Linked DNA regions of Mus musculus: all the other regions are linked to region 1. The links are chromatin contacts, called in public Hi-C, HiChIP or PLAC-seq and promoter capture Hi-C maps. All regions are on one chromosome and are shown on one strand. The core of a region is the stretch at or near the end of the contact, and the rest is flanking DNA. Distances in the headings are between cores, read along the strand shown. Region 1 holds the start of Gsdme (gasdermin E). Region 2 has its middle 44 kb from the start of Npy. Region 3 has its middle 20 kb from the start of Npy. Region 4 has its middle 97 kb from the start of Npy. Region 5 holds the start of 4921507P07Rik (RIKEN cDNA 4921507P07 gene). Region 6 holds the start of 5430402O13Rik (RIKEN cDNA 5430402O13 gene). Region 7 has its middle 5.0 kb from the start of Gm38806.

Region 1 (3,484 bases), core at 638-3,137:
CCAAGCCATGAAGGGGCCAATACCACCATCCTCCCAGTTTATCTAGTGACTGACTGCTGCTTGGCCAACCCCAGCCACAGCCTAACTCTGCCAGGCTTTCCGAGTAGCAATGAATTGTGAAGAGTTGCAATCAGAATTTTTCCCCACTTAAAGTCAGCCTCTAGTCTAGAGCAAAGAACTCCCTCTGAAATCACAGACAAACTACATCCCTCTTGCTGCAAGGAGCAAGAAAACCCAGCAGGTCCAGATCCCAGTAGCTTTGACTTGGGGACCTTGAATGTCCACCAACAGAATTCATACTGAGCCAAAAAGACCACCTTGACTCCAGAGCAGGTGCTTCGGACCACCCTGCTCTGCTGACCCCTAGTTAATGTTTTCTTTTTTAATTTAGATGCATTTGATTCATTTGGTAATGACAGTGTGTCAGGACAGGCCAATTTCAGTTATGGTAGAGACAAAGCCATTGCCTTGGAAAATGTATCTTTCCACCAATAGTGTGTGAAAGGAACAAAGGGTGGTCAGAGGATAGGCCTGAGCCTGGCAGGGCAGACCGAAGCAGGCAGCCAAGGCTTTGAGGAGGAGCAGAGGAGAGTGGGACAGAGGTTACGATCAGAGGGAGACAGATATGGTGGCACAGCTTGTAATCTGGGTACTCAGGGCTAGAGAGGTTGAGGCAGGAGAATTACAAATCCAAGACCAGGCTGGCCCTCACAGACAGATAATATCTTTAAAAAAATGTTTTAATTAATTTTCAAAGGTAAACACAGTTATGGGGATTGGCAGAGCTTTCCTGTAATCCTACCACTTGGCCATGGGAGAAGCCCCAGGATCAGAGTGTTCAAGGGCAGACCAGGCTCCCAGGACTGGATCTCAAAAAGAAACGAGAAGATTCCTATGTATAAAGAGGAGACCTCTCCAAGGACTCCAGAGTTCAAAAAGAACAAGAACACCCTGTGGCCAATATACAGCTTCCTCAGGAGGCAGGCCATCCTGGAGTCCAGGGATGTGGGCAGGCAGTCTAGGTTGCTGCTCTCTCTGATCAGGGGTCCAGCCTTTCTTACAAGAAGCACTCCTAGGTGATGCATGTTGAAGAGAATTCATTGTTATTGCATATCTAGATTCTGTTCCTCCAACAGCTCAGATCTTTTCCTTCCACTCCCAACTCTGCCTACGGGTTGACTGTCACCTGGGCCCAGCTGTCCTGGAGCATCCTCCCTGACTCCTCTCTCCAAGTCCCATTCAGACTCCCAGTGAGTGGCTGGCTGTTTTGTTCAGGCTTCAGCAAAGCCTGGAAGCTGCCTGGTGTCTTTCCCTGAGGGGTGCAAGTGGGAAGAACCCCTCCCCAAACGGCCACTCCAGGCAAAAGGCCTCACAGTGAAGAGGTTCAGTCAGTTACCCCAGGTCAGGCAGGACCCATGCCAGCCTGTGATCTTCCTGCACATGCACTCATGCACACACTGGATCCTTCTGACACCGACACAGGAGAGAGATTAGAAGACAAAGGATGGATGCATGGGATATGGTGAAGGCATGGTGAGATGGGGTGCCAGAGAACACCAGCTGCACTTGCCACATCCCAGGACCACAGGAGTGGTGGTGATCATGGTGGAAGGGGCAAGGATGGAATGGAGACAGGGCGAGAATGAGACTATGGGTAAGAAGGAGCAGCTGCTCCTACTGGAAGGTGGGGAGAAAAAAGGAGATCACTACCCCAATCGCCCGCCTCTGGGAGATGTAAGGGGATCTTCCGGGGCAAAGGGGAGCCGACAATTTGCCCCAGGCCAGGACACAATGCGGGCGGAGGGAAGAGGAGCCCAAGCGGAACCCGCAGCTCGCGCCCGCCGCCACTTACCCGCGCGCCGCCTCTCCGTCCTGCACGCTCCGTTCTTTCACGCGCACGCGCGCGTTCCCGGACACCCACAGAGAAGAGGAGGGAGGGCCTGGACCTTTGCTCCGTCCTGCCCCTGGATGCCTCAGCCGGTCCACAAGCTAAGGGATGGCGCCGGGGGCGGGGCTGAACCCGGGAGCTGGGGGACCTGGCAGCAGAGTTAAAGGCGCTAGCTGGTCTAGGAGATCCAGGCAGCACCAGAGACTACTTCTAACCAGACACTGCCTGTCTTCCTTCCGGAACTGCCAACCGTCCGGGTCAGTCTCTGGCTCTCCATCTGCTCCACAGGAGGAAGATGGGGACGAGACTGTGGCCTACTGGCTACAGTTCCCTCATCCCACCCACCTCCCCTTCTCTATGCCCCTGGTTCTCCAGAGCCTGTCCAGGCACTAAGAGGGTGTGAGCTGTCAGCGTGGCTTTGCAGTGTCCAGGAAACTCCCACCTTGGCCTTGGCAACCCTTGCACTTGTTTGGGGCTTGGAGCTTGGTGTTGAGTAGCTTAATCAGAGAGGTAAGCTCTCTGAAGGCAGAATCAAGCCTACAGGCGCTTGGTAAACTGAGGGAGAGGATTGAAGCAGAACGTTGCACCCTCTGAGTCAATTTTTATAGGATGTTCTTTCCCGTGCAATAAATAGAAAAAGAGAATTCTCCTTCTGCACCCCCACCTCCAAGCCCCGGATTTACACACTCAGAGAGTAGCCGCACTTTGTGGCTGCCCCAGTGGGGAGGAGCCTGGGAGGCTGCTAAAAGGGTGGAGTCTCTTTTGGTCCCCTCACGTCAAACCTCTCCTAACTATCCACACTACTACCCTCTGTAGCTCCTTCCATACTCTATGATTCTCCTGTGCTCCAACAGCCACCACTCTACTATATGTAGAATACAAACGTCTTCCCTAAATCTTCATGTCTCAGAGGACAGTAACTTTTGTCTGCTTTATTGACAGTGTCCGGCTCCAAACTTGAAACTTACTGCATAGTAGATACTCAGTAAATTATGCTTGGATTAAATGAGATGGCCAGCATAGCATGCAAAGGTGCCTGGCGCCAAGTCTGACCATCTGATTGGGTCCCAGAGCCCACACAGTGGAAGAACTGATTCATACAGGGTACCCTTCAGTTATCCCCTGACACACACATGTATATAATAAAAAAAAAATCTTTTAGAGAAATGAACTGTCGCGTTTGTTCCTCAGACGGGGCAGATGGAGATTGTGGGGTGGACTTCATAAGTTATCCCGGTTCAAGCTTTCTTTTCTAGCAACTTAAGCCATGTAAGGGGATGAAGATTTTTGGTGTCCATCGCCTTTTGACCTGGCCGGTTAGCTTAAGGTCATCCTCAAAGCTGGTCCAGGCAATGCTTATACTGAAGGCCCCAGTTCTGTTCAGCTAGCTCCTCACTTGTAACTGATGTGCACAAGGAAGGCATAGGAGGTGGGTATTGGATGAGGGAGTAAATAGAAATTGCTAGAGCTGTTCGTCTGGTCCCCTGCTTTGCCCGTGTGAGTGAGTGAGGTCAAGATGCATCCAAATCTGTAGAATCTCATCCTGAGATCAGCAGGAGTTTCCTGTTTTCTCCTTGCCCAGGGCCTGTATGTTCC
Region 2 (3,484 bases), core at 737-3,236, 480 kb before region 1:
CATGCCGAAGGGACGTTACTCCTCTTGGCATGCAGGAAAAGAACGGAGGATTGCAGAAATGAAGGTCAGCTGCGTGCTGATTTCAAAGACAAGACAGGTGGGAAGACACCTGCAATTTCCCTTCCCCTCGGATGTAAGGAAAACTTTGGGAAAAGTGGGTCTTTCATGCCCAGTAATGGTTCTTTTCTCAGGCAAGATGAGACCTTTTAGGGCCCTGATGTCTCAGAAATTAGAAAGGGCACTTCAAACTGCAGCAATTTGTTTTATAAACTATGTTAGAAGCATGCCCTTGGGCCATCCAAGTCCAAAGCACATTTAGAGACACAAAACACAGTTCAGGTAGAGAAAGTCTGGGAAGCAGGTTAGAAGCCAGCGTGCGTGAGAGCTATGACCCAAGCAAGAATTACCTGGGCTGAAAAGGTTTCTGGGGTCACTAAGCAGCTGCACCTCTACGGTCAGCTGACAAGCTCTCTCCACTCTGACTCCCCAAGCTGTCTACACCAGGGCCTATCAAGCTTCTTTCCCACTTACAAAATGCCTTATTGGCCTAGAAATATGTATGTAACCCAGGTATTAAGTACATAAAATAAGCATATAGATCATTCATCGGTGATAATAAGCCAAAGAGAAAGGTATTGGCTACATATTACAACTTCACCATTAATTAAAGCTGAAAGGAAACTTGTATACTATTGAGAGATGTTTCTTTTTTCATAAATGATTAAGCCTTGGCTGAGTATTTGATATTTCAGGGCAGGGTGCGTCTTCAATATTTTTCAGAGTTGATTGATATTTTGGTTTTACAGCTGCCAGTGCTTACAATACAACTTTGCATAAATACACAGTACAAAATGGCAGAGTGCTGTTATGGCCACTTCAGAAACAGTCAGGAATACTTTCCTAACCCCAAGCCAAACATGCTAGCATAGCATAATGCAATCTAAAATTAAATATATTTAATACATGCTGAGGAATAACAATAAAGAAGTGAGGAGAGTCTTTATTTTCTATATGAGTAGAAAGCTGAATATAAAGTAAAAACACTACCGTCTGTAATACACAGCCATCTAGAGTCTGCACTGCGATGCTTCAGGCCGTGTTCAGTGGCATTTTATGTCTCCGTGGCGTGGCTCAGTGTAAGGTGCTCGTGCTGTGTTTTCAAAACCAAGGCTTTCATGAAGTCAGGTGATATAACACAAGGGAACACTGCTAGTCAGCCCTTGAGTCCATTAAACATTTGATTTTAAATTCATTTTAGTTATTGCATGTTCAGGAATTGTCTTTTGGTGGAGGGGACACTCCCCCCCTCCCCCCACACACACACACATTTGGTTACACAATACCACCAGAGAACATGACCCACATTTTAAGAATCTGGGGTTTAGACCCTATGAATGACTGTTGCCTCACTGAAGGTGAACCCGAAAGGGTCAGGGATGGGAGGCACTGAGGATAAACTTGACACACAGCAGCTAACAAATAACAGGTACACTGGGAGCACAACCTCTTAGGTTATTGAAATAACTACCGAGTCAGAATCTCGGGGGGAGGGTTCAGAAGTCTATATTTTTCACAAGGTTGCAGGAGGAGGCTGCCGCCGCCGGGTTTGAGAGCTGCTGGACACTTGGCTCCTGCTCTCAGCGGCCCAGATCCTTTTCCGGAAGCCACACTGCAGAGCAGTTGCCAACCTCTGCTGTCAGGCCGCCTGGTACAGGCAAAGCGAATATGGAAACAGATGTGCCCAGCGGCGGTGGCTGCTTGCGGGTAGCAAGTTGCTCCCTGCTCACGCTGTGGGACCTTCAGATAAAGAGGAAGAAACATGCTTTTCTGAAGGCAGCCTTTCCTACCTTAGCCCTGACTATGAGGTCAGGGAGAATATGTGGCCTGGAGGAGTTTCTCTAAGGATTTATTCTCAGGAGAACACAGATGGCATGGTGTCACTAACAAGGACATGCAGGCGAAGCCCTGGGGCCATCTGGTGCCTACTTCATCTACCCCTGGGCTACTTACTGGGTTTGTGCTCTGGACAGACACTGGACCCAGTGTAAGAAGTATTCCCCGACTCCTCTCTGTCTTGGGTGCAGTAGAGGCTGCCCCTGTGCCTCCCCCAGCTGCCTCTTCCCGGTTCCTACAGTGAGTCTTATTTTGACTGTAATACGTGTTTTTTTCTTTTCTTTTCTTTTTTTTTTCAATCTAAAAATACTGCTAAGCATATGTTTTAAGGAGGAAAAAAAAGCAGTTCTCTATGTTAGACCCCATGCTAGGGACTTCATAAGCATTAGCTCTCTTTGCCTGACAAGCAGCCTACAAAGTGAATACGGTTATTCCCACTACGTCAGGTGGAGTTTACTCATGCGCAGTGGAGTCAGGGTTCCAGCCTGGCCCGTTTGTTGTAATTCTTATTATACTTTTCCTTGTTTTCATTTGACAATGTGCCTAACTGTGCTTATTTATTGACCTGTTCATCACTTTCTTCTTTCTACCTTTCAACACATACATACGCGCGCGTACACACACACACACACACACACACACACACACACACACACACACACACCTTGAAATAGTCTAGGCTTGCCCCTGTACTGTTTCATCGCTCAGCCCTGCACATGCTTCTCAGATATTCAATTTGATTATATTGCTTAAGCCTAAAAACTAGGGTATATTCATCATCGAAAGGGGGTCCTCCCCCTCCGGTTTGTGAAAACATTTATCTGAAGCAACAGCAACAGGGTGAAATATTTGAAATTGAGACTGGCCCAGAAAAGCTGGGACAAATAAATGATTGCTGCAAACTGTCACTGTAAAAAATATTGAAAAGATTGTTGCTGGTGATCATTGCTGGCTGCTTAAAACTGCAAAAACACGGTCCCTCTCTTTTATTTGGGGTATATATATTTCCCTAAAGGAAAGCATATATGTGTTTCTGCAACCCCCACCCCCAACCACCATCAATGAGAAAGGGTCAATTAACCACCAGAAAGAATGGAACAGGGCTGATAGAGACACAGAGGGGCCAAGGGCACACTGGACATTTATTTCTTCCAGAACCTTCATAAAGAGGACAAGGTATCTGAGGAGGCGGCCGGACAGGACAGCGGGTGATGGACGGCAGACACTGGCCCGGGAGGGGAACTGCAGACACTGAAATCAAATAGAGTTTCTTGTGAAGCAAAACAGTGAGGAAATGAATGGCTGGCCCCAAACAAAGCAGCGATCTGGTGGCTGCTGTCGAGAAAAAGCCCCTCCCCCTAGCCCTGGGCAAAGCAGAAAATCCAATAGGAAATTTTTATCATCTAGTGGCAGGAAGGGACCATTAGTACCCCAAAAGCCAAGAGGACAGCCAAGCAGAAATTCTCCCTTTATTTGTCATTAACTCTTCAAAGTGCTAAATCTGCTTAAAGAGAGTAAGGGGAATAAAAAGTCCTCTGTGCTTTAAAAGGAGTCGCCCTTTGTGGTAGACAACTTATCAAGATCTACCAGG
Region 3 (3,484 bases), core at 621-3,120, 420 kb before region 1:
TTCTTATTCTGCCTTAAAAGATTCAAATTTCCCATTGATATCAAGAGAGGCAAACACTCTCATTCAGAGTAGTGACTTCTATGACTCATTCCATCACTAATTTGTGACTTCACATCACTAATTTAAATCTGGGAAGTCCTAACTGAGCTTTTTCTTTGCCCCAAAGATTTCTTTTACTCTTCCTGAGATATCCAAGGGCAACTAGCAGCCTGGTGTGAGGGTGATGAGCCTGACTTTATATGCTGTTCTTCTCCAGAAACTTCTTGAACCCAGTGAAGCTGGAATTTCTTTTCAATGATGCCTGGACTTCCAGGCCTAGCATGGAGAAGAGCGTGGATCTTCTCTAGTGTTGATTGTTGCTGTAGGTATAAGGCTTAGTTGTGTAATAATGGATATATTTTACTTTATTTTCCTCTTTCAGGGAATGTTCTCCCTGCCAAGTTTAATGACTCCATGATAATCAGAAACAGCACTGTTCCAGGAAGTGAGAAAATGTCTAGTTTTCCTCAGCAAAATGGTGACTGTGACCTTCAGGACAGCCTTTAAGGCTGTGGGAAAGAACTCTAAAAATACAAGTTCAAGAATACATAAATCAGTGTGAGAACTGTTCTTTAAAGGATTTCTCAACTATGCAAAAACTAAGGATGCAATATTAATTGCTTCATGGATCTAAAAGAACAAAGACAGCTACACTAATAAGCCAGCTTTGTCAGAAAGATAGTGAGAAAAGGACAAAGAGATTTAGATCAGGGCAAGATCCCATCAGGCTAAGCTTATTGTTTGTGTTTGTAGTTGAACAAGAAATGGTTTGGATTTTTAATTTTGAATAAACTACAATCCAGAAATAGAGGGCACAGTTGTGATCAAGATCTTGAAGAATAGTGGCCATGATAAGCTTAGGCCCGGGCATGGTAGTACACACCTTTAATTTCAGGAGTCAACGGCAAGCAGATCTCTGAGTTTAAGACCAACCTGGGACAGAGCAAGTTGTAGGTGAAGAAAAGCTTAGGTCCAGGCCTGGTGGTACATGCCTTTAATCCCAGAATTCAGGAGGCAGAACCATGCAGATCTTTGAATTCAAGAAAGTCTGTGTAAAAGCAAGTTCCAGGACACCCAAGCTTAGGCAGTGAAGGAGTTGGAAAACATAAACCTGGTGATAATGCAATAGAACAATGGGAACATGTCCCAGATCCAGCAAGCACCAGAACTCAGCAGCTTTGGCCATGTGGCTTTGTCTTTAGAGTCAAGGGGCTAAGGTCATAAAATATTGATTTGTGGGATAATCTAAAGGGAGCTGGGGTAAATGATTGAATTAATAGGCAATTCCTAAGGAAGTAGCTTATGCAAAATAAAAGACTGTGCTTTGGTCTGCAAGATAGAGCTATCTTAAGCAGAGAGCTATCTCAACCAGAACATAGAGCTGACAGCTTACCTCCATCACTAAATCTAAGTCATTCGCCTGCCGCTCCCAAAGACCCCTTCCTCAGGACTTCTGACAAGCTGAGGCTGGTCCTCAGCATGGACAGTGACCTCTGAATAGTGGATTAATGGTTCTTGTCAACAGCAACTCATTGTCTCTCTTTTGGGGTAGCTTAAGCTTGGTGGGCCTTATCTAATGAGCCTTTAGTGTGGCTATCTGCCTACCTAATGACTCCTGGTTATAAGATCCATTCAACTGGCAGCCCAGATAGCCCTAGCTGACATAGTCAGAGCACAAAGAAGAAAAGGGAATCACAGACCTCTTCTTGCACTTACACATTCGACAGTGCCACTGTCCTTTTGGATGCTGAGATTTAGGAAGGACATACTTCATGCCCCTTTGCTGTATATTTACTTCCCTTTCCCTTCACTACACATTGAGCAAGAATCCCAGAGCAGCAGCCCATGACACATAGTCTGACCTCTTTGTCATCTTACTCTCGGTTTTGGAAAGGGCCCTCAGTTTTCCTGCTTGATGCCCCTTTGGCAATGACTCCTTTTCTTACCTTCCTGGTTCCCCTCCCCAGAACCATTAAATACCAGGGCAAAGGGCACTATGCTAAAAGGAGAAATGCAGTGGGAGGTATTTCTGTTTTATATCTCAGGACAATGCAAAGTAAAACATCAACCGTTGTGTGTCCAGAGCAGAGCCACTGACTGATGTCAGCTTACTACAGAGCTAAGCTCTGGCCTGCCATTCACAGGTCTCAGGGGTATTCCTTAGACATTGATTGCTTTGAGTGTGAGGCCCAAGAGGTAACAAGTTCATGACATCACCCTTGGACTACCTCCAACTACAAATTTTGCCTTGTAATAAACTTTGAACCAACTTGCTATTTTTTAGTAATACTGAGGTATTATTTTTAGTAACATCCTTCCAATCACCTTGCAAACGGAAACATCACCAAGGAGGTCAGGAAGCCCAGGCCAGCAAGGTTAAGTGCTTCCCTAAGAACAGAGTCTCAGGCTTGTTTATTCACTTCCAGGCCATTTCTCCGTATGACCTATTATCTATCACTGGTAGCAATGATGTACAATGAATAACACAGCAAGGATTGGGCAAGTGATAAAACCCTTTCTCTTCAAACTTTCTTCATTAAAGTTCCATAGTCCAACAGCATATGGCCTATTAAAATGCAGAATACACACACGTGCTCGCGCGCGCACACACACACACACACACACATTATGTGTTGTGTGTGTGTGCGTGTGCGTGTACGTGTGTATATATTAGAGGATGAGAGGATCAGTCTTCATCATTGCTGAGCATTATAATAGCTAGCTAGATATAACAGTATAATAGCTCAATAGGTGTGACTTTTCCTAAGGAAAGCCAGATGAGAGTTGGTTTTATAAAGATGAACAGAAGAAGATGAAGTGGGTTATGAGTCTGTCTCAGGTGGGTGGAAATTTATGCTGGGAATTTATTAGTCAGTTTTCTGTTGCTGTGATGGAACACCGTGATCAAGGCAGCCTATAAAAGTGTGTAACTGAACTCAGAGTTCCAAAGTATTATATTCCATGATGGCAGAGTGAAGGTTTGGTGGCAGGAATAGTTGAGAGCTCGTATCTGGGATATCAAGCTGAAAGCAGAGATTGCTTCAAGATGTGTGAGTCTTCTGAAACGTTAAAGGTTCACCTAGTGGCCTCCTTTAGCAATGTCACACTGAATCCTTTCCAGTCTACCATAAGCTTGTGGTCACAGGCAACTTCAAAAGTCCCTGTGGTCTTTCACAGTACTAGAGTCCAGTCTTTTCTGAGACTCAAGGCAATCTCTTAATTGTAAGCCCCATAAAAGAAAAGAAAAGTTACATCCTTCAAACATACAATGGCACAGAAGATAAAATACTATTTTTAAAAAATGGGGAAATACTAGATGTGAGAAAGACCAGAACTGAGCAGAAAATCTCCAACTCCTGTGGTTCTATGTCTGAGGTCAGAAAGCTTAGATGGCTCTGCATTCTTGGCTTCCTTTTCTACAACACATGCCTCCTTCTTGGGCTGG
Region 4 (3,484 bases), core at 727-3,226, 340 kb before region 1:
AAGTGTCAGTTCAGATTATTGTCTCCCAATTTCCAACATTGTGATTGTATGAAATCCTAAAGTTTCAAGTTTACCAGAGGGGCTGTTTAATATGCAGCGTCCTTCACCTCCAAATACTCTGAGTACTGAGTCCTTGCTAGGAAACCTGCATTTTTGCAAGCTGCCTGGGAGAGCCTGAGGAGCATGGAACCTGGGTCAGATTCTGAGCACTTGTGTGGATGTTGGGCTGGCAGCCAGGTGCTGGGCGACCAGAGACAGGTGGATCCACATAGTTTAGAGGGCAGTCTGCACCACCATGGATGATGCCTAAGTTCTATGAGACTCTGTCTCAGAAAAAGAAAGGAAGGAAGGAAGGAAGGAAGGAAGGAAGGAAGGAAGGAAGGAAGGAAGGAAGGAAGGAAGGAGAGACAGAAGGAAAGACAATGAAAAAAAGAAAAGAAAAGGGATAGAGAGAAAGAGAAAAAGAAAAAAAGGTAGAGACCAATCAAGAAGGAGAAGCACTCACTATGACTCTCTGGCTTCCATGCATTGCATGCGTGTGCACAGGCATGCACATCCTATCTCCCTCAGTGCACACATGCTCACGTGCACACTGGCTCTCCTGGGATTTCTCATGCAGGTGGCTTATGTACTGTCTTTTGTGAAACCTTTTCTGTACCGGCACAAGAGCTGGGAGTGCAGACTCGCAGTGGAGAGCATGCATACCATAGGTCCCGTCTCCAGCACATAGTCAGTCCACAAACCAGGGACGGTCAACAGAAATCCAGTGTAATCCCATGTAAAATGTGCCACCTCTGTACTTACATTTTAGAAGGTGAAAATAATCAGATGAAATGTCCCCCACTAGATTCAACATACTCTAATTTTATCATACAATCAATATAAAATACTGAGATAACTTTACGAAATTGTTTTACACCGTTTCTGAGTCTGTTACGTATTTCAAAGCATTTACCATGCATCTCAATTAAGACTAACCACATTTCCAGCCCTCACTTGGGCCCTCAGCCCAGACCCTTTGAAGCATAAAGTCTGGAGTGTGGCCCCACTCTATGCCCAAGAGCCCTTCAGCAGATTCTGGTCTTTGTTTAGGTTTGAGAACTATCGATCTAGGCCATGGCTTGTGGACTTGGATGTGCAATAGAAGCACCTGAGAAACGTAAAAATAAAAATGTATGCAGCATTCCTATCCCCAGACAACAAAGGCTTTGTAAGGTCTTCCCAATGGTTCTAACACACAGCAAGATGTTGTAAGGATGTCGCTCGTTATCCCATTCAGTTATGTTTTCCCCTTAGTTCCAAATATTTTAAGATGGCTCCCGTCATCATCTCACAGCATGCAGGCTCTTATTTTCAAAGTCCAGACTCCAGTTTTGTTATTTATTCTACTTGAAGCGTCTGGACAAAAGCAATTGTTTTAACTGATTTCTACAACTCTTTTGCTCAAAAAGAAATCTCCTTTAAAAATCTGAATCTTTTTGCCTCTCTCCCATGATTCCTGATTTCAGAGTGGTTGACTTAACAGCTCTCATTCCTTTACCCCACTTCCCACAGCCCAGGGAGCCTTGGTCACTTCTAGTAGCACCAGTCACTTACAGTTCCACCTGACTGCACACAGGAACTCCAGAACGTTGAACCCCTCCCCTTTTCACTAAGATTTAGCCATCGCTGTCCTGTGTGTCAGAGCAATCCTTGGAGAAGCCCAAGTCCTCCCCCAAAGCATCTTCTAGGGAAAGGGAACAAGGCACAAATCCAATTCATAAGCCCCCTCCCCATCATTACTACTGGTTTCCATCCTGGTAGATCTTTAGTCCCCACGCCCTTGGGTCATGAGAGAGGGAGGATATTGGAAAAGCCACCTGGGAGGCAAGGTAGCACTGGGAGGAATGAAAAATCGGCTGTAGTTCTACAGCACCAAAGGTTCACAGAAAAGGCAGCTGTTTGGCATGCGTGTGCAGCCCACTCGAACAACATAGGCCTCGTTTACTTACCCATATGTAAATATGCATAGCTGAAGCACCCTCTAGTGGAACACCCAGAGAAGGGCATGTTTCCTGGGCAAACCCTTACAAAAAGAAAAAAGGAAGGAAGGAAGGAAGGAAGGAAGGAAGGAAGGAAGGAAGGAAGGAAGGAAGGAAGGAAGGAAGGAAGGAAGGAAGGGAGGGAGGGAGGGAGGGAGGCAGAGTGTTTAGAAATCTCATCTAACCACAGCATCATTTGAGATATGAGCACAAACCTACAGTAGCTCCACAGTCCTGGCAAGGTCCTGGGTGCACAAGCTGGTCCACTGGGGCTATAGAGGGCCGGGCCAAACTGGCTTTCTTAAAGTCCTCAACCTTGAAGGCCTAGCTAGGTTCTTGCTGCACACAGTGCAGGAAGGCTTGTTTAGAGGTGAGAGCTGTAACAAAGAAAGATTTGACAGTCCCACTAGGGTCCCTTCAGTTCACCAAATGACCTGTCCCTATTTCTAAACAGAAGGCCATGGTGGGACCACTCATTCATGGAAGCCTGTCCCTACTGGTGGAGAGTAAAAGAGGAGAGTAAACATTGTTACACTGACTAGAAAGATCAAATTTGTAACAGTTGTCAAAATCAATAATAGTCACACCCATTTCCCAAGAAAATATGCTTGCAGGAATTTATCTAGGGCAAAATCCTAGAAACACTGTAGGTGCCAACGAGAGATAAATTAAATAAATAATGATATACCTTTAGTGTCCTGCCAGGGGCCTCTGTGCTGAGCAGTGTTAGGTGAAAACCTGCTTGTATTAAGGAGTACTTGGAACAGCATTCTTTTGATGAGCAACTCTGAGGGTTTACCAGAGCAGGAGTCCATGAAACTGGTGGACCAGTCACCATCCCATCAGTCCAGGTCCGAGGAGAATGAAACAGAAACAGTCAGTCTTACTCATCTCCTGCACTGGGATTTATTCTTCCTCTCTATGCCTGGATGGCAGAGTTTGGGAGCTTACATTACTGACTTCCCAGGTTCTCAGGTCATTAGCCTTAAACTAAGAGCTATTCCATCAGCATCTCTGGTTCTGAGGTCCAAGATATAGATTGAAAACAGGCTAGCAGCCTCCCAGGGTTCCAGCCTGAAGATGGTATCCATAATTTGTGAGTCAATTTCCATAATACATGCCCTCTCATCTGTCCATTCATCCATCCATCCAGCACTCTCATAACACACACACACACACACACACACACACACACACACACACACCTATATAATCATCTCTTTACTATCTTTTACCTACTTGTTTATCTGTCTCATTGGCCCGCCTCTTTGAGGACCCCAGACTAACACAGACTCTACATTCGCCCAAAAGAGTCAACTCTCTGCGTAGGGGATAGATCTCTGTATGGGCTTTCCACTGTGTTATCCTTTTTACAGTGGGGTCCACAGGAGAAGTTTTCTGGGGCTTTAGAAGCATCTGGTGGGGAGGAGAGCCTGGCCTTCCTTCACCTCCATCCCCACCAC
Region 5 (3,484 bases), core at 344-2,843, 330 kb after region 1:
GTTCATGCCACCTTCACTTGCTTTTTATGTCCCTTTTAATGCTTCCTATTTTACTAGGGATCAAATTCACATCTTCAGGCTTGTGTGATCAGCACTGTGCCAGCTGAGACATCTATCTACCTATCCTCGTCTACAAAGAATTATTAGGGGTTTGGCCGTGTGAAATTAGAAGAACACACCTACACAAGGTACTTAGAAACAGAGCCTTATTCTTCCTCTAAAAATCAAGTAAATCACAGGGTTGGGGGTGTAGCTGAGACAGAGTTTGGCGAAATATGTGTCTGTACCCTACATATATCACAGGTGAAAGAGGGTAACAGTTCTACTCTATTCATGGCTGTCATGAGGAGCGAAAGGTCTACAACAAAACACAGCATCATGTTTGCCACCAACTCTGGGATTCTTTCTTGGCAGAAGGTGTTGGTGGGCAGGCTGTTAGTACCGTAGTGCTCTATTAAAACACTCTCCAAGTGAAGGAAGGGGCCATCCTAGGGTTCTAGAACAGGGCTGGAAAGGTAGGTTGGTGGTAGTGTTTGCCTTGCAGGCATGGTCTGGACTCAGTCCCTAGCAAAACACACACACACACACACACACACACTTGTAGAATGCAGTGGAAGAATATGCCTCCCTTGTTATAGCCTACAGCCCTTTTCCAGTTTTAACAGATTAACCATGTAGTTTACTCATGCTTTGCCTTCTCCTTCATGTGATATATGGGAGTGCTCACGTGTGTGTGTGTTATAGAAAAAGTCACGAATGCAACGACATCTTTCTCCTGCGTTTTTCTAACTTTTGTTTTACCTGGCTTGTGAAGCAGTTGGCCGAATAGTTGTTTCGTACGGGGTGTGCAGTCCGTTAGAGTAAAAGGTGTTTGACAGAATGTCAGCTCCTTCAAGGTTCCTGCAGCAGTGGGGCCTGCCGTGAATTACCTCCATGCTTCTTGCCTAAAATGTTAGTCTGGAGATAAGTAAATAGATAAAAATGAAAATTTGGACTTGTAAACTGCCTTGGTTAGACCGGACAGGAAACAGTTTCTGCTGGCAAAATTCAACTCATCGATGCACAAAAACCAGAGGCTTATTTTCTTACTGGCTGTGAGGGTCTGTGGATGCTGTCAAACCTGTGGAGATAAACTGAAGCAAACCTGCAGAGTGGAAGATGAACACATTGTGAAACAATTCATGTCTCACCTCAAATGTAACAATATTCAAGAACAATCAGGTAACTTCTAGCGCGGGGGCCTTTCTAAGCAGGGAGACTCGTCATTAACAGGTCAAGAGCCCTTCCTCTCAAGGCTCTGCAATTCTGTTTCTCAGGCAGTTAAACTGGGTGGTGCGCACCTCTGTCCTCATGGGGGACATTGGGTTCCCCAGAGCGCTGGAGAGAAGCCCGTCCCTTCGGAGGACTCCGGTCCCTAGAAGCCGTGCAGCCAGGGGTCGCACGCACCTGACACATCTGCCCCGGAGCGCTGCCCGACCGCGTCTCCCTTTCTTGTCTCGGGATCTGGTGGGTCTCCTCTCCGCGGGGCGTGGAATTTCGTGGTCTTCCGCACCTGCGGGCCCCGGGAGCGTGCGGGCAGGTGCGGGGGAAGAAGGCCAGAGGGCTGCGGGCAGGCCGGGGCGGGGTTGAGGCTGCCTGTGACGGCGGCGGTGACCGCGCACTAGGTAACACATCCTGAGGGTGGGGCGCTGGCCGACGTGTGGCGGGGAGCCCTTCAGAGGATCTTAGACCACCAGAATTGGAAGAGAAGCCGGAAGTGAGGAAAGAGGGCTTTGTGGCTAGGGGAAAGGTGGAACCGCCGCGTTTCCGCTTCAACCTCATGCCTGGCCCCGGAGTCTTAGCGCCTTTAAACTCCTGCATGTGCCAGAGGCGCTCAACTACAGACTCGGCCCCGCCCCTGCGCCCCGCCCCCTTCTCAGGCCCCGCCCACCCGCCTCTCTTCGCGGTCCCTGGGGCCTTTTTCCTTCAGGCCTGGTCCCGCCCTTCTACCCAAGTCCCACCTCTTCCCTCCCTCGCCCCACCTCCTGAGGGCACCAGTCCAGTCCTAGGCCCCGCTCCGGCTCCGCTGCCTCACGCCCCGCCATAGGCTGACCTCAGGCGCCCTCTGGCGGCGCTGGCTTGGCAGACTATCTGATCTACAGTTGCCCTAAGTTGGGTGGGTGAGCATGCTTTCTCAAGGTGTGAGGGAAACAAAAGCTCTGGTCCTGGGAAGGAGAGAGAGAAGATCTTTGTGTAAAAAAAAAAAAACAAAAAACAACAACAACAAAAAAAAACAGATTGTTACAGTTTGCAGTGTGATGTGCTCTTAAGTTCGTCAGAGTTACAGAAAAGCCCAAGGCAAGGAGGTATCTTTTCTACTAGCTGGTGGTTCACCCAGCTTCTCACAGCTCAGAAGAGTTGGAGATCTACTGGTAGCCTATTGAACACTATATCAGAGAAAGGGACACTCTCAAGTCCTAAATTATGGATAAAGCTCTTGCCATAAACCAACAGGATGAAGAATTTGGGAAGGGTGCAAGCCCTGGCCTACAGGAAGGGAGCTGGACTTTCATGGTATCAGGGGAAAAGCCATCATCTTTCTTCAAATCAGTACAGCAGCAGTGTTTGGCTTTTCTCAGTGCTTATGTTGCTTTCTGCAGAATTGAATATTAAAAACTGCTTGGTTTACAAAGGTCTTTTGAATTTATTATTTCCAATTAAGAGACAAGGGAAACCTGCATATCAGATCTTACACTCTCCTGACTCTTCGAGGAGCCAGAACAGTTAACACTCCCTCCCCCTGATGACTCTCGGGCGGGGGGAGGGGGGCAAATTCCAGCCTTGGGAACAGACGAAAAGCAGCATAGTCTAGCCTCCACATCACTGAAATGCACACCCCCTTTTGATTAACAACCAACATTTCTCCTGTGCAGAAGGGTCCTGCCCTTGAAGGAAGCAGAGGCTAATATCCTTGAAATGATAAAAGCCCACTCTGGGACTATGGAAAAGAGACAATTAAGTGTCCCCAGACAGCTGTGACGTTTGTAGAAATACACCAACTTCTGATAGCACAAGTTTCTTTTCCCAGATCACAAAGGTCCCTTTCCAGCTGCGCGGCTCTGCCCCACTGTCTGAACCAATGCTATCAGGTTTGAAGGACAGCATTCCTTTACCCCTCGTGTAATGCCAAGGCTTGGAGACCCCGCTTGCGGTTTTTTTTCTTTATAACCCCCCTTTGCTTAGACCTGGGGGTTTACTCTCCTTCCTGTTCCATCAGGAAGGTTGGTGGCCCGAGCTTGAGCTTGAATAAAGACCCTCATGGGATTACAGCAGGTTGTGATTCCTGGTGGCCTCTTTGGGGTTTTTACAGTCTGAGCACAACACCAACACTATTAGCCTTAAGTGTCAGGAATACCCATTAAGTGTGGGGCCAAGGTGTGCTGAGGATTCATGCTGCAGAACAGATTGCCTGAGGGCCTTACTGGGGAGGACGAGCAAAATGCCT
Region 6 (3,484 bases), core at 676-3,175, 300 kb after region 1:
GTAAATGCCTTTCAATAGTAAAAGGCAACATCCTTGATGTAGGGAATTCTAATTAAAACTGCACTGTCAAGAATAGACAGTTGCCTCCTGGTGGTTAGCCATGACCTGAAAGAGGCCAGTGAACACAAACTGAAACACATTTGAGTCTTCTTGTTTCTGAGACAGTGATAGAATTTTCCCAGTGTTTAAGCATATTCATATGCCCAGTTATATAAATCTAAGTATAAAACCATTTAGTAGGTTTGAGGTGACATGCCCCTATTTATGGAAAGTAAAACATTGCTAATTAAGTCCAATCTTATCTTGAGAAAGGGAGAGCCGTGGTAGCATGTATACAACTGGAACTGTTGCTTTAATAAAGACCGTACCCACTTTATGACAAGTCAGTTTTACTTAAATCAGGACTGTCCAACAAAAACATTGCTAGCCATTCATGATCTGAATTTGGTGTGTGAATTAAATTATGGTGTACATTAAAAGCCATGAGACATTTGTTTTGTAATAAATAAGGCAGTGGAATTACTCATTAGTAGCCTTTTTAAGATAAGCTATTAGGTCTGCCCTTTCTCCCTTCTTCTTAATTCCAGCGAAGATCATTTTTGTTCCAGGGATGTACTTTTTGGGATTCTCCAAATACTCCATCAGGGTATCCTCTCCCCAGGTGATGCCTAAACAGAAAGAGATGCAGAGGTTAAGTGTTTTACACACCTGGTAATTCTGCACTGGTTAACCCAAGCAACCTGTGCTGTGGCTGACAGCAGCTCCCCCCGTTACCTTTGTTCTTGTTGGCATCTGTGTAAGAGAATCCAGCAGCCTGGCCTGTCTTCCGCCCGAACAGACCGTGGAGATTTGGTCCAGTCTTATGCTTGCCTCCCTTTTCCACAGTGTGGCACTGGGCACACTTCTGAACAAAAATCTTCTTGCCTTTTTCAACATCACCCATTTTTAATTCTAAAAGGGAAAAGATCCAACAGTAAAACGTACTACGGATCCCAATGACCATTCAAACCGCTATTCTTATGTCCTCTTAACACCAGGCAGGGTGCTAACTCAGTCCACTTGCAATATTCTTCAATAGCAAATACATCACCTAGGAGACTCTCCTTTAAAGCAAGTCTGTGCTCAAGACAGGTCCATGCCAAGGGAAATGGAAACCCACAGCTCAAACCCCAGTTTCCGAAGAAGGCAAGGTCAAAAAGTCACAAATATGAAACCGGACTCATTAAAGCAAAACCACTACAACTCTTAACATTTCAGAATGCTAAACTGCTGTCAGTGCTGCCGATTAAAGTCACTTCCAAAGATAAGGGAGGCTGGGGGTGATCCTAAGTGCTTCCGCCTGCTCCGGTCTCATTAGGAGGTTAAGTCTCTTCTCTCTTGCTTTAGTCCGGCACGGGAAGGCGAGGGAGGACTGGGGAAGGAACCGTCTCACTCTCACGTTGAGATCCCAGGGGTGACTACGACTTTACAAACCCACCCTCCCAGATGCTTAATCAGGAAAAGAACTGGCCCAGTCCTGAAGGAACAGCAGCTTCTGCTCTCAGAAGGGGCGGCGGGCGAGTTCCTTCTAGAACTCCGGGCCCCGGTCCTACACCCACGCCGCCTCCAGCCGTGCCACAGTTCTGCATGGCTTTGTAGGTTAGGCCTGCCCCGGCCTCCTCGCCCCGTTCCCGGTCCGCATCCCCGTCGCGCGCTCACCGTTCCGGGCTGGTCAACACCACGAACGTTCGGACTCGAAGACAGACGTCCCGCGCTCTAGCCCAAGGACACGCCGGCCCGCGCCTATGTACCGGTGTCGGTGCAACCACACTTGTTCCGCCCGTCCGCGGCCCGACGTGCGGTAGCGCCGTCTGCTGCGCCGTGACGTAACCGCACCTCATTGGCTCCAGGACAGGTTTGTGCGCGCGCATGCGAGCTAGCATGGTAGGATGTGCCCAGAGGGCGCCCTTCCTTCAGAGGCCTCGTTTGCCCGACACTTACGACAGGCCTTAGGACGTAAGGCGTGGACGTGCGTGACGTCACCCTCTGGCCTGCGAGATGGCGAGGGCAAGTAGCGGGGCCGATGCTCCCTTGGGATCCGGGTGTGGCTCGGCTCAGGTAACGCCCGGCCCTAGGACTCCTTCGGCCTCCGCCCACGGGGAGTGCTGAGACTGCCGGCCGGTGTGCTGGCGACCTTTACCCAGGCTTGGTCAAGGCTTCCTGGCTGGCGCAACTGCACTGGCCTCGCAGTGGACGCCTGCTGGTGACCTTTACTCTGTTAAACCATCTTCCTGCTCTCCCAGTGAGAGCCTCAAAGCTGGGGAAGGTACGCACAAGTGGCAGACAGGATCACATCTTACCCAGAGTCCCTGTTTTCTTCCCCTAGTGTTTGTAGAAAACGAGGAGGGTGTGCAGGCAAGCTTTAAGGGAGAAGCAGGATTCGCCTGAGTAGAGGATTCCCGGGAATCCGCTAGACTTGGCATCCCTTCTGACCATATTGGAAATGGAAGTCTCCTTAGCATACTTTCCTGGTGTACTTCAAAACGAACTCACAGACACTTTAAATTCTGCCACTGGACGTTTTCTTCATTACTCCCCTCTCCCAAATTCAGATGAATGTCGGTCCATTCCCTATGTTCTGTCTAGCCTTGACATAGTTTATCGTGTGTTTATAGATGCCTGGTGTGTGCCGGGCCCTTCTCAGTATGAACTCACATATTCTGGTTGAGCTTGTTTATATTCTACCACTTTTCCTTCCGCCATCAGATTAACATGAGATGTTAGAAGGCTGGTCTAAAGTCTCAATAGATCTCTTTCCAGCCACTGGTCCTATCTGCTCAAAGATGTCAGTTTGTGTGAGTATAGTTGTTAGGTATTCCCAGGGATAGTTGATTCCAGAACAATCCCCAGAACCCATACAGAATTCCATGGGTGTTTAAGTCCTTCACATGAAATGATGTAATATTTGTATATAATCTACACAATCTCCCCAATATTTAAATAATTTCTAGATTATAACTTATACTGCCAAATGCAGTGCTGTATGGTGTCACTTAGGGAAAATGACAAAAACGCTAGTCATTCTGTATTGGTGAGAATATTGTAAGCCTAACTACATAGTATGTGATGTGATCTGCTGATTTCTGAAGACATGGATATGGGAACCATAGATAAGGAGGTCTGATGTATTTTCATTGTTATTAAACTGTCCTAGCTTTTGGGGGTACTCGTTCAGCATTTAGACTTAGTCCTTATGTAGGTTTATTTTAAGTTATTTGTATATAGGCTTATTTATCAAACTCTTAAAGTTTTTAAAGACCTGATGTAGCAAATCTGTAGACATTCAATATGTCCTTAAATCAAGTCCTGATACTGCCTTCCTTATTTCTCCAAAGAAAAAGTAGTTCTTACTGAAGTCATTGTTCTCTCAATATCGTTTCTTTGTGGAACAGAAGATACCATTTTTCGTTTATAAACGAGTTGGCTGTGAGTTGCTCTTGTTTGT
Region 7 (3,484 bases), core at 527-3,026, 280 kb after region 1:
GAACTCACATCTGGCCTATTTTTCTTTAAGCCACTGACCCGTGATGATTTGCTATAGCAGTGACAGAAAAGGAACAGTGAGTGTCATGTTGATCCTTTCAACTTAGTTTCCAGCCTGGCATCCTGCTTCTGCTGCGAGAAGGTGTTCAAGTCTATCCACCGGAACACTCTTAGGTTTTCCTGCTGGAGCATACTCTCTTGAATGTAGCCAGAGGTTTCTCTGGTTACAACTTCTGGTGCTTGTCATGTTTCTCTCTGCAGTATGTAACACTAGGATTGCTGTCTTCCCTAGACAGTGGTGTGGTATCGGATACACCTGTCCCTCTTGAGACTTTCTAGGCCCGTAAGGCTGTCCCTCAAACCTTCTTTCTCTATGCTGACCTCATCTGATGGTTAACACTCACTGTCAAGTTGACACGATCTTGAGCCACTGAAGAGACAAGATCCTAGGTGAGTCTGTGATTCCGTGAGGATGGGGTTGACCAAGGAGGGAAGACCCACCCTAGATGTGTGTGCCATTCTACCAGGGGTTGGGGAAAGCAAGGTGAGTGCCCCCATCCATCGCTGCTTCCTGACTCCAGGTACCATGCAAGCAACTGGCCCCCCACCCCGCCGCTGCTGGAATATACTGTGCCCTCAAACTGTAAACCCCACCTTCCTTAAGATGCTTTTGTCAGGTGTCCTGTCATAGCAACTAGAAGAGTACTAATGTTCTATTCTTAGTGAGTACATCCATGTCAAAGTTCTCCTTGCCAGTGGGTCCTAACCCAGCATCTTCATCTCTGATCCTTCCTGTGTAACAAATCAGGCCTGTCTGTCCTTCATTGCCAGTGTCCACTCCTACAAACAACCCCCGTCTCAAACTCATGGCAAAACCCTAATTTCCATTGTTCCCCAGCTCTACCCTTTTCATTTTAATGCCTTCTCCAGATAACGATGTAAAATCTGAATGGTATGTAACACTCCTCTGTCTAATAACTTTCCTAAAATAAGAACTGTAGCTACCACCATGTGTTTATTTATCCGATTTTCTTCTTTATTGTACCACAAAAAAACAGAATTATTAGTTAGACCCCCCCCCCCCCCCAATGCTCCTTGACATTGACACAGACAGCCCCGCCCCCGTGAGAAGCTGAGGAATCATGGGAGTGAGCTTTGTGAGTCTGGAACCAGCTGGGGAGTTAGAAGGGTTAGCGATGTCCAGCTCAGACAGCGTGTGTCCTACAGAATTATAACACTTGAAATCTTCGCCAAAGCCCCTTCCTCTTAAGCTGTTGGGAGGTTTCACCAGAAAAAAGTTGCTTTTGCAACTCTTCTTTCAGATCCTCATACCTGACAAAACTTCTGGGTTTTGTTTTTAGGTATATAATTCCTCATTCTATGGACGGGCAAGCCTTTGAGACCCATAAAATTAACTGAGATGACAGTTACTACACAAGGGGTGGAGATTACAGTGTGAAGCAATCTGTTGGTTCAGCACGTGCAACGTTTAAGAAATGCCTTTTAAGTAATGTGTCTAGTGTGTTCATAGGCAGCCAGTGAATCATGTGAGCCTAGCGCCCTCTTGTGTTCACTAGGAGGCCAAGCACAGGGGCTTTCTATGACTTCCAAGGGATTTTTGTTTTGTTTTGAGATTTCAATTTTCATTTTATTAGTTTTTTTTTTTAATCAGTTACTTTGCAAAGACATCGTAGAGCATTAAGTCAAACACGTCTGTCAGTCTTCACCCCGTGTGACCACAGAGAACCAAGCACTGTTACTGTTACCGGAAGGGTGGGGATTTGGCCTCTAGTTTCCAAAGGTTACTGTCACCCTCAGAATCACGTGTTCAGATATCCAGCTTCCGGGTGACAAACCCACAAAATTCTCTTTTTTCTTTAACCTTACTCTCTCCAACACTTGACCTTTCTTTGTTTATTCCTTCTGGAGTGCCCAGGTCCTTATGCATTATGATAATGGTCTAAGGTTAAATATACTTTATAGATTTCCAAGGAGGACCGAATGTCTCTGGATTCCACAGACACCTGCAACCATGTGCAGCCCCCTGCTCCCGTGCAACTCACACACATAATGTAAAAAATAAAATACACCTTTAAAAATATGCTGCTGGAGAAGACCTACAGAGTCAACTAACCTGGGACCATGTGGACTCACAGAGACTGTCACTAGCCAGGGAGCAGGCAGGGGCTTGGCCTAGACCATCCCACACATTCGTAGCAAATGTTCAGCTTGGTCTTCATATGGGCCCCCTAACAAGTGCAGTGGGGGGAGTCTCCGTCTCTGTTCCCTGCCATTGGATCCCCTTCCCCTACCTGGGCTGCCCCGTTGGGCCTCATTGGGAGAGGATGTGCCTAGTCCTGCTGGGACTGGATGTCCCAGGGTAGAGTGGTACCCAAGGGGGGCTCCCCATCTCTGAGGAAAGGGGTAAGAAGCAATGGGGGGAGGGATTTGTAAGAGTGAGACTGAAAAGAGAGGAGGGGAGCTGTGATTGGGATATAAAGTGAATAAAAAATAAATTATTATAAAATATATGTTATGGATGTTGATGGCTTATGTAACCAGAGAGAACCCAGTTAGTCACTTGCCTTAGACAAAATAGGCACTGCAGGAGGCAGTGGACAAGAGGTAGGCACAGATTTTACTCTTATGTGTTCCCCAAGTGATATGTGTCCTCCACGAAGCTGGGAATGACTCATCGGAGATGGGTCCAAAATCCATGGACACCAACATCAGCCTTAAGCCTCTGTGCCCATACTCTACAAACCTGGCCACTATTTACCTTCTCAAGCTCTGATTTCCAAGCTGTAAAACAGTACCAATACCTAACTGGTAGGGCTGTTAGGAGGACTAAGTGAGATAACCTGTGTGAAGTATGCAGTGTACTGGCTTGCTTAGAATCTATGGAAAGATATAAGGCAAATATAGCACACACAGGCCGAATCAGGATGGCACGAGTCACTTGGTTACGTAAAGGTGTGGCCCTGGAAGACTCTGAGAGGAGGGAGAACACATTCTGGTGAGCCATCATCTAAAACCAAACTTCCACAGTTCTAACCACCACTGGGAAACAAACAAAGGGAGGGTTTTCAGTCAAAGGCAGGGAACCAACTGTGAGGAAAGAGAGAATCACAACTTCCACAGTCTCACAATGGCTGACAACAAAACAACAGGGCATTTATGCCTTTGCTCAATGTTAAGTCCCGAATAAGTACCCAGGATTTGCTGAACAGGATTCGAGATCATACACAGTCATACAAGATCATACACGGTCATACAACTCTTCCGATTCTCCCTTCAGATAGCGGGAATCACCACCAGTAGCTGGAACCTCCAGGAAAGCTTTTGTTGATTATGTCACTCAGAAGGCCCCAAAACTCCATGGGCTGCTGCTTAGGAGAGAGTGCCCGAGAGTCCTAGCCAAGGGAAGTGGGCCATAGGCTGGTTTTGAGAAAGAGTTTGCTATTGATTAGAACAGGTATGAGGAC

Evidence for each region. A called contact is a pair of places that touch in the nucleus more often than the background predicts. HiChIP or PLAC-seq counts read pairs in DNA pulled down with a chosen protein or histone mark. Capture Hi-C pulls out chosen DNA fragments and counts their contacts.
Region 2: a Hi-C map of the N1E-115 cell line shows a contact between it and region 1, with 5 times the contacts expected there. The contact joins the enhancer-like site here to the promoter of Gsdme in region 1. A contact is called at or near these places in 2 of 39 promoter capture datasets (hippocampal neurons and liver) and 1 of 484 Hi-C or Micro-C datasets (the N1E-115 cell line).
Region 3: a contact with region 1 is called in an H3K4me3 HiChIP or PLAC-seq map of bone marrow-derived macrophages, with 3 times the contacts expected there. The contact joins the enhancer-like site here to the promoter of Gsdme in region 1. A contact is called at or near these places in 5 of 39 promoter capture datasets (embryonic stem cells, hippocampal neurons, liver and 2 more) and 2 of 115 datasets of contacts at active chromatin or transcription factors (bone marrow-derived macrophages and pancreatic cancer cells).
Region 4: a contact with region 1 is called in a Hi-C map of the N1E-115 cell line, with 2.8 times the contacts expected there. The contact joins the enhancer-like site here to the promoter of Gsdme in region 1. A contact is called at or near these places in 4 of 39 promoter capture datasets (embryonic stem cells, hippocampal neurons, liver and 1 more), 2 of 484 Hi-C or Micro-C datasets (the N1E-115 cell line and cerebral cortex), 2 of 115 datasets of contacts at active chromatin or transcription factors (bone marrow-derived macrophages and pancreatic cancer cells) and 1 of 9 other capture datasets (adipose tissue).
Region 5: a promoter capture Hi-C map of adipose tissue shows a contact between it and region 1. The contact joins the promoter of 4921507P07Rik here to the promoter of Gsdme in region 1. A contact is called at or near these places in 2 of 39 promoter capture datasets (the SN4741 cell line and liver), 1 of 115 datasets of contacts at active chromatin or transcription factors (bone marrow-derived macrophages) and 1 of 9 other capture datasets (adipose tissue).
Region 6: a contact with region 1 is called in an H3K4me3 HiChIP or PLAC-seq map of bone marrow-derived macrophages, with 7 times the contacts expected there. The contact joins the promoter of 5430402O13Rik here to the promoter of Gsdme in region 1. A contact is called at or near these places in 4 of 39 promoter capture datasets (embryonic stem cells, liver, neutrophils and 1 more), 1 of 484 Hi-C or Micro-C datasets (bone marrow-derived macrophages), 7 of 115 datasets of contacts at active chromatin or transcription factors (the SCID.adh cell line, bone marrow-derived macrophages, effector CD8 T cells and 4 more) and 3 of 9 other capture datasets (adipose tissue, liver and pancreatic islet).
Region 7: an H3K4me3 HiChIP or PLAC-seq map of bone marrow-derived macrophages shows a contact between it and region 1, with 4 times the contacts expected there. The contact joins the enhancer-like site here to the promoter of Gsdme in region 1. A contact is called at or near these places in 14 of 39 promoter capture datasets (the 3T3-L1 cell line, 3T3-L1-derived adipocytes, the HPC-7 cell line and 9 more), 1 of 15 datasets of contacts at CTCF or cohesin (the NIH/3T3 cell line), 4 of 484 Hi-C or Micro-C datasets (the Ba/F3 cell line, bone marrow-derived macrophages, embryonic stem cells and 1 more), 12 of 115 datasets of contacts at active chromatin or transcription factors (acute myeloid leukemia, bone marrow-derived macrophages, double positive thymocytes and 6 more) and 4 of 9 other capture datasets (adipose tissue, embryonic stem cells, liver and 1 more).

Annotation. Positions count from the first base shown.
Region 1 is chr6:50,259,882-50,263,365 of GRCm38.p6, forward strand. It overlaps Gsdme (gasdermin E), which reads right to left and starts at 1,888. Exons shown (of 10, transcript NM_018769.4): 1 at 1,853-1,888.
Region 2 is chr6:49,776,590-49,780,073 of GRCm38.p6, forward strand. No RefSeq gene overlaps it. Among named protein-coding and RNA genes, the nearest start is that of Npy, 44 kb to the right of the region's middle. Within about 2 kb of position 1,987, at least 19 of the 459 cell types and tissues checked have an H3K27ac peak or open chromatin away from gene starts, as enhancers often do. A contact at or near this core is called in the N1E-115 cell line, where this site is marked.
Region 3 is chr6:49,840,976-49,844,459 of GRCm38.p6, forward strand. No RefSeq gene overlaps it. Among named protein-coding and RNA genes, the nearest start is that of Npy, 20 kb to the left of the region's middle. Within about 2 kb of position 1,871, at least 3 of the 459 cell types and tissues checked have an H3K27ac peak or open chromatin away from gene starts, as enhancers often do. A contact at or near this core is called in bone marrow-derived macrophages, where this site is marked.
Region 4 is chr6:49,917,680-49,921,163 of GRCm38.p6, forward strand. No RefSeq gene overlaps it. Among named protein-coding and RNA genes, the nearest start is that of Npy, 97 kb to the left of the region's middle. Within about 2 kb of position 1,977, at least 6 of the 459 cell types and tissues checked have an H3K27ac peak or open chromatin away from gene starts, as enhancers often do. A contact at or near this core is called in the N1E-115 cell line, where this site is marked.
Region 5 is chr6:50,594,997-50,598,480 of GRCm38.p6, forward strand. 4921507P07Rik (RIKEN cDNA 4921507P07 gene) reads right to left here and starts at 1,594. Exons shown (of 10, transcript NM_027564.3): 1 at 1,447-1,594; 2 at 802-957. The coding sequence starts at 935.
Region 6 is chr6:50,564,718-50,568,201 of GRCm38.p6, forward strand. 5430402O13Rik (RIKEN cDNA 5430402O13 gene) reads left to right here and starts at 1,926. Exons shown (of 3, transcript NR_027892.1): 1 at 1,926-2,305. Cycs (cytochrome c, somatic) reads right to left here and starts at 1,852. Exons shown (of 3, transcript NM_007808.5): 1 at 1,699-1,852; 2 at 775-951; 3 at 1-668. The coding sequence starts at 943. The coding sequence ends at 520.
Region 7 is chr6:50,544,060-50,547,543 of GRCm38.p6, forward strand. No RefSeq gene overlaps it. Among named protein-coding and RNA genes, the nearest start is that of Gm38806, 5.0 kb to the left of the region's middle. Within about 2 kb of position 1,777, at least 73 of the 459 cell types and tissues checked have an H3K27ac peak or open chromatin away from gene starts, as enhancers often do. A contact at or near this core is called in the Ba/F3 cell line, acute myeloid leukemia, bone marrow-derived macrophages and 5 more, where this site is marked.